2 separate regions of the Drosophila melanogaster genome follow, and region 1 is linked to region 2. A link is a contact called in public Hi-C data. All regions are on one chromosome and are shown on one strand. Each heading gives the region's core, a stretch centred on a gene start, on an enhancer-like site or on the middle of the called end of the contact. The rest is flanking DNA. Distances are from core to core; before and after follow the strand shown.

Region 1 (2,887 bases), core at 4-2,503, 52 kb before region 2:
TGACTTAGCTATTTTGCATAATCACGAGTGCACCTCTTCAAATCGGCTTGATTTTGAGTTCTAAGGAGTGGAAATAGGTACTTACTGTTTAAAATTTTTTGTTAGGTGGTTTCCGTTTAATCCTTTCCTTATGTAGTATTACTTTTTGATATGTGTAGGTGTATTTGATATGTTTAGAGGTTCACTTGATAATTTGTATTTACATTTACTGCAGAAGAAACAAACTATTAGCAACGAATTTGAATTTGTTTAACACGTGCCGACGGGTTTTTGTTATTGGATTGGTAACCGCAGTCGATTTTTTCTTTTTTTGCTGCTGGTCAGTCACTTTTTCCTATGCATGTGTACGTTTGTGTGGATTTAATAAGGTGCGAGTAATGTGTTGATTTCGGTTGAATATTATGTTGAAGTAGCCGAATGCCGGAAAACAATAACAATTTTTAACGTGGTGGAAAAGGTGTTTTTTGTTGGCTTGCGATTTGCGCTCTGCTTTGATTCTGCCGGCGTCGCTACCACCGCTATATACGTATACGTTTGTTTGTTTGTATGGGCCAGTGCAGGTACAATGTGTGTACGTGGCTGGCGAACAATTGCATTTCTTTTCTTGCTGTTATTTGCTCAGTTAAAGCTTGAACACACTTATTATTTGGCCCGCATTTTCCCCCCGATGCTCATTGATTTTTAATTCGCACACGAACACAACCACAAAACACACGCACGCAAACGAGATCGAAGATCCGTTATCCGGGCGGAGAATTCTCGCTCTTTCTTTGCACACACAAACACAAACAAATGCATAGAATTCATAACAGCAAGCAGCAAAAATAAAAGATTTTCGCCTGACGATTTCCAATCCCCTTCGATTCTCACTTCAATTGATTTGCCTGCTGCACTCACACTTTTTCTATGTATTTCCTCCTTCACATTTCAGTTCTAGAGCGCACAACAACTTCACTGCACTTGTTTGTTGTTTACGACGCCCGCGTTTACAACAACAAAAACAAAACCCGTAAATGTTGCGAAAAAAGAGTCGGGGAAAGGCGAAAAAGTCCGATATTTAGGAACTGCGTTTTTTTGTCATTTAATTAACCCAAAAATCATTTAGCAGTCTCGAACACAAATAACGTTATTTCGGAAAATTTCTCGTGGCAATACGTCAAGTATCCATCTTTTCGTTGATATCTTTCGGATTTGGATTTCTCGAACGGCAAAAGAACACACAAGCGACGCGGTTGAAAATTGTTGGGGCAATGAGCGAAGCGCTAACTGTGCGGATTGATAGTCTTTGGAGCTGTGGGGAATAAACGTGGGAGAAACGCCTGAGAGAGCGCCTGGGAGAGGGAGGTTTAGAGAGAGAGAGAAAAATTAAGAGACCAAGAAATTGTAAAATTAGAATCATACATAAAGTTCCCGTTCTAACAATGTATAAGAACTTCAGTTTTATTATTAATTAGAAAAGACTTGTTAAAATATCTTCATATTTTTCACATTCCCATTCCTACTACAAGTGCTAAACCAAAGAATCCAAGACATCTGAGAGTGGAGAGCATCCGTTGGATGGCTACTATGGCGTGGTGAGTTTCGTTTCGCTTCCGCGGACAGATACAACCTGCGCACGCACACCCACACTCGCTTCATGCTGGCAGTGCCGTTGGAAATAGTGTTGGCTAACGCGGTAATTTCAAAAATTGATAAGTTTTCCTAGACAAATTATGTGGGAAATACTAAGCTGTCCTATAATATAGGAGAAATCTATAACTATATGTTTATAATTGAAAAGCCGTGTTCAGTATGAGCATTTTATAATTTAAGTTAAAAAAAGATTAATGTACCTTAAAATTTTATTTAAGATGTCTTAAAAGGTAAATGCTTAAAAGGCATACAAGGTTTAATTAATTCGAATCAAATTAAAAACTCTCAGTACATATTAGCCCCTGTTAAATACGTCTGTTGAAGTTGCCAAAAAACTCAACTCCCTCGATGCTGTCGAGAGCGGAGAACCTGAGGAAGCAACATCGACATTTAGCGCGGTCTTGGTTGCCGCAAAATGTGATGAATGGTTGTGATCAAGGGCATATCAGTTGCATTGCCTTGCCCATGTCTGCCAAACACACGGACGCACACACGCCCATACAAAGTGGCGCCCCTGCAGCGGCCCTACACACACAGAAACACACTTAAAGCGCGCAGCGAGGATCGCATACCGCACTGCGAGAAAAGTCGATGGAATTATCTATGCTAAAATTTTTTACAGTCGTTATTACTATAACTAATTCTCTAAATAATAATAAATATAAGTTTACCTTTAGTTCATCTATGACATACAGTACAGTGCAATACAGTGGCAACGTCGAATTTAGTTATTGTAGTTTATTGTAATTTAAAACCGGTATTACTTAAACGTGTAAGGAACACAAGATCACGTCCAGATTTTTCACAGTGCCAAGCAGACGCTCCAACAGGAACCCTGGTTCGTCAGTTCCAGTAGAAATACATAATTGTCTCTCGTTTGGACGACTCGAAAACACAAAAGCAAATAGGCTCCCGTCATTACGATAATAATAGGTCGGGAACAGGGAACACAGGCCACTTGTGGAGTGAAACCGGCAACCGGCGATGTTGGCAGGAGGAATTTGATCGCGTCGTGAGCGTTAAATAAGCGAGAGTCGGGCCCCTGACTTGCCCCGTGGAGGGGCATGGGTATTAACTCCGGAAAGGACGGCGGCAGGAGTTTGAATACATTATTTTCTTATGAGGCCAGAGACATTCCGCAAATGCTAAACAAATAATACGACAGCGAGGAGTAGCGTCCCACAAAGCATCTTATTTAAAGGGCCTCAATTATTCAGCAGTGCCTTTGTTATGGTTAACCCTTTTCTTAGAATAT
Region 2 (2,833 bases), core at 148-2,647:
AAACAATTGTTGATTGGGAATTCTTATTCAGCGATAAGCCCTCATATATGCGAACCTTGGGGTGAGCTTTTGGAATTTATTGGAATCTTTATCAACAAGTATATGCAAATGGGGTTTTTTGAATGTAACAATTTAGTAATGTTTATTACAATAAACAAATGTGAAAACCTGGTAAAAACCAATGCAGTCATTCATGATGATATAACGCTTGAGCACTCGCAGAAAGTGGAAAGTACATTTTACATTGATCAATAAAACAGTTTCCCATTTCTGTATATATTTTTAATACTTGTACTTAATTACAGGCTAAATAGTGCGTAGTGATTGTGGAAATTTATCGCTGTGAGACGACCAGCCTCCGCTTTACGAATGTCTTTCTGCTTTATCAATTAAATATTTATATACTTCAATAAAGTTTTTATTATCATAATAAACCGAATAACAAGCTATAAAATTAATAGGTTTCCCTCTATTTGGTCTACTTTTCTACACGAAGAAGACTGTGCTCTCTTAAAAGAAATTAGCACGAGAATGAGATACTTGACACCAAAATGTCTCTATAAACACAGAGTTTAATTTAAATACTGCTAGCGGACTCACAATTAGCATCGATTGTTGTCAATAATGATGCTCCTATTATGAAAGCCAGCAGGCAGATGTACTGAATTCCACCCATTGCAGTGTCTTTGTTCTAGAACTCGGATTTTTCAGCCACCGGTTGTGATTCACAAAATACCCGCACGTCAATGGGATTTAAGTCACGTCGCTAGCTTGTGATAAGGAAGTGATCCGAACTGCGACTCTATCGGACCTAATCCGCGCTTTCAGTCCAATTAAACCGTGTCGACGGCTCAGCGATTCGTAGACTACTGAGCTTGGGGGCAAATCTCGACAGAATCGAGTCGATGAGAATGAGAATGAGTCGGGTCGTTATCACGCACAAGGGAACCTCATCATCTGGATAATCATCATCATCATCATCTGGCTATCGTGCTGGCAGCAGACTCTCTCAGCGAATGAATAAAGTCGTACAAACGTAAACAAATGTTATTTTTGTTTTGGCTTGGTGAATCAAGCCACCCGTACAAAGCCGTACCAACACTAACATAATATGCAAATAAAGACCTCATCCGTGGGGTTCAGTTCTGCCCACGCCTTTGTCCGTCCATCTACTGATATATATGTAAAGATTTTATAAGCCATTATTAACGCCTGAGTTGATGGTTTGTCCGACAGATTGTTTAAATCCAGCGCCAAATTAATCGATAGGCTGAGCCAGTGGTTCACTAGTTCCGGCTTGAAACTAGTTCGTTTATTGAGTCACCCTAACATTACTACATGAATGTAAGAAAACTATCGATGGCGGTGGCAACAGTCCAACGATTGTTCCATCCCTATTCCTTCCACCTCTAATTTTCGGCTAAACAAGCGTTTTCTCATTTCTCAAAAAGCAATCAGATTTTATCAATAAAAGAGGACGATTTCACCAGCCATGGCAACTTTAGACGCGGAAGCCAACGAGGAGCAGTTCGGCAATGATCAGCCCAAGTCGATGTCGGGTCCAATCATTGGGATTATCTATCCGCCGCCGGAAGTTAGAAGCATCCTTTGCCAAAAAGAAAACAAACTTTTTTCTCAATTTAGCCATTTTTTACTCAAAATACATTCATTTAATACACATTTAGCGTTTCCCATACTCAGTTATCAAAGCTTTAACTATTAGATATCGTTGACAAGACCGCCAGTTTTGTGGCTCGCAATGGACCGGAATTCGAGGCGCGCATCCGCCAAAATGAGCTGGGCAATCCAAAGTTTAACTTCTTAAATGGCGGAGATCCCTACCACGCATACTACAGACACAAGGTCAACGAGTTCCGCGAGGGCAATGGTATGTTTTCGTTCACTTCCCATTAATACTTCCTCTTAATACATGAGACCGTTTCAGATGCCGGTATCACTGCCCTTGCCAGCATGAAGCAGCTGGCGGTGACCAGTGCCGCCCAACAGCGCCAGCAAGAGCTTCTCAAGCAAGTGGTGGAGCAGCAGTTCGTACCAAAGGAACCTCCACCTGAATTCGAGTTCATAGCCGATCCGCCCTCCATTTCGGCGCTGGATTTGTAAGTGTCCACTCGCCAGGAAGTTCCAATCGCTGTCTTATTGTCTTGCATATCTTTTCAGGGACATTGTGAAGCTAACTGCTCAATTTGTGGCCCGTAACGGCCGACAGTTTCTGACCAATCTTATGAGCCGGGAGCAGCGTAACTTTCAGTTTGACTTCCTGCGACCCCAGCACTCGCTCTTCCAGTACTTTACCAAGTTGCTGGAGCAGTATACCAAGGTCTTGATACCTCCAAAGGATTTGCTGGGCAAACTGCGTTCCGAGAGCGCACCGGGCAGGAGCAGCATGAACCAGGTGCTGGAGCAGGTTAAATATCGGGCCAACTGGCAGCGTCACCAAGAAGCACAACGCCGCCGTGAGGAGGAGAAGATCGAAAGGGAGCGCGTGGCCTATGCCCAAATCGATTGGCATGACTTTGTGGTGGTGGAGACGGTGGACTATCAGCCATTCGAATCGGGCAACTTCCCGCCACCCACGAATCCCGACGAGGTAGGAGCCCGTGTGCTAATGGAAGAGCGTCTAATGGACGAAGAGGGCGATACAGAAATGCAGATCGAGTCGGACGACGAGGGCGACTCCCAGGCTAACAACCTATTGGACAGCGGTCTGAAACTCTCGCAAATGGAGAACCGTGTGGGTATACAAATGAAGAACGTATCGTCGTATGGCCAGCCGACTGGCCCCAAGAGAGACAACACCCAGGTGCAAGACATG

Evidence for each region. Hi-C and Micro-C count contacts between places; a contact is called where the count stands out from the background.
Region 1: a contact with region 2 is called in a Hi-C map of the Kc167 cell line, with 4 times the contacts expected there. The contact joins the promoter of Dad here to the promoter of Sf3a1 in region 2. A contact is called at or near these places in 28 of 107 Hi-C or Micro-C datasets (the Clone 8 cell line, the D17-c3 cell line, the Kc167 cell line and 11 more) and 4 of 6 datasets of contacts at active chromatin or transcription factors (the Kc167 cell line and the S2 cell line).

What each region holds. Positions count from the first base shown.
Region 1 is chr3R:17,052,373-17,055,259 of dm6, reverse strand. Dad (Daughters against dpp) reads right to left here and starts at 1,253. Exons shown (of 8, transcript NM_057912.4): 1 at 898-1,253; 2 at 86-224.
Region 2 is chr3R:17,000,919-17,003,751 of dm6, reverse strand. Sf3a1 (Splicing factor 3a subunit 1) reads left to right here and starts at 1,397. Exons shown (of 7, transcript NM_142326.3): 1 at 1,397-1,601; 2 at 1,724-1,888; 3 at 1,946-2,117; 4 at 2,179-2,833. The coding sequence starts at 1,493. Irc (Immune-regulated catalase) reads right to left here and starts at 877. Exons shown (of 11, transcript NM_001275724.1): 1 at 601-877. The coding sequence starts at 676.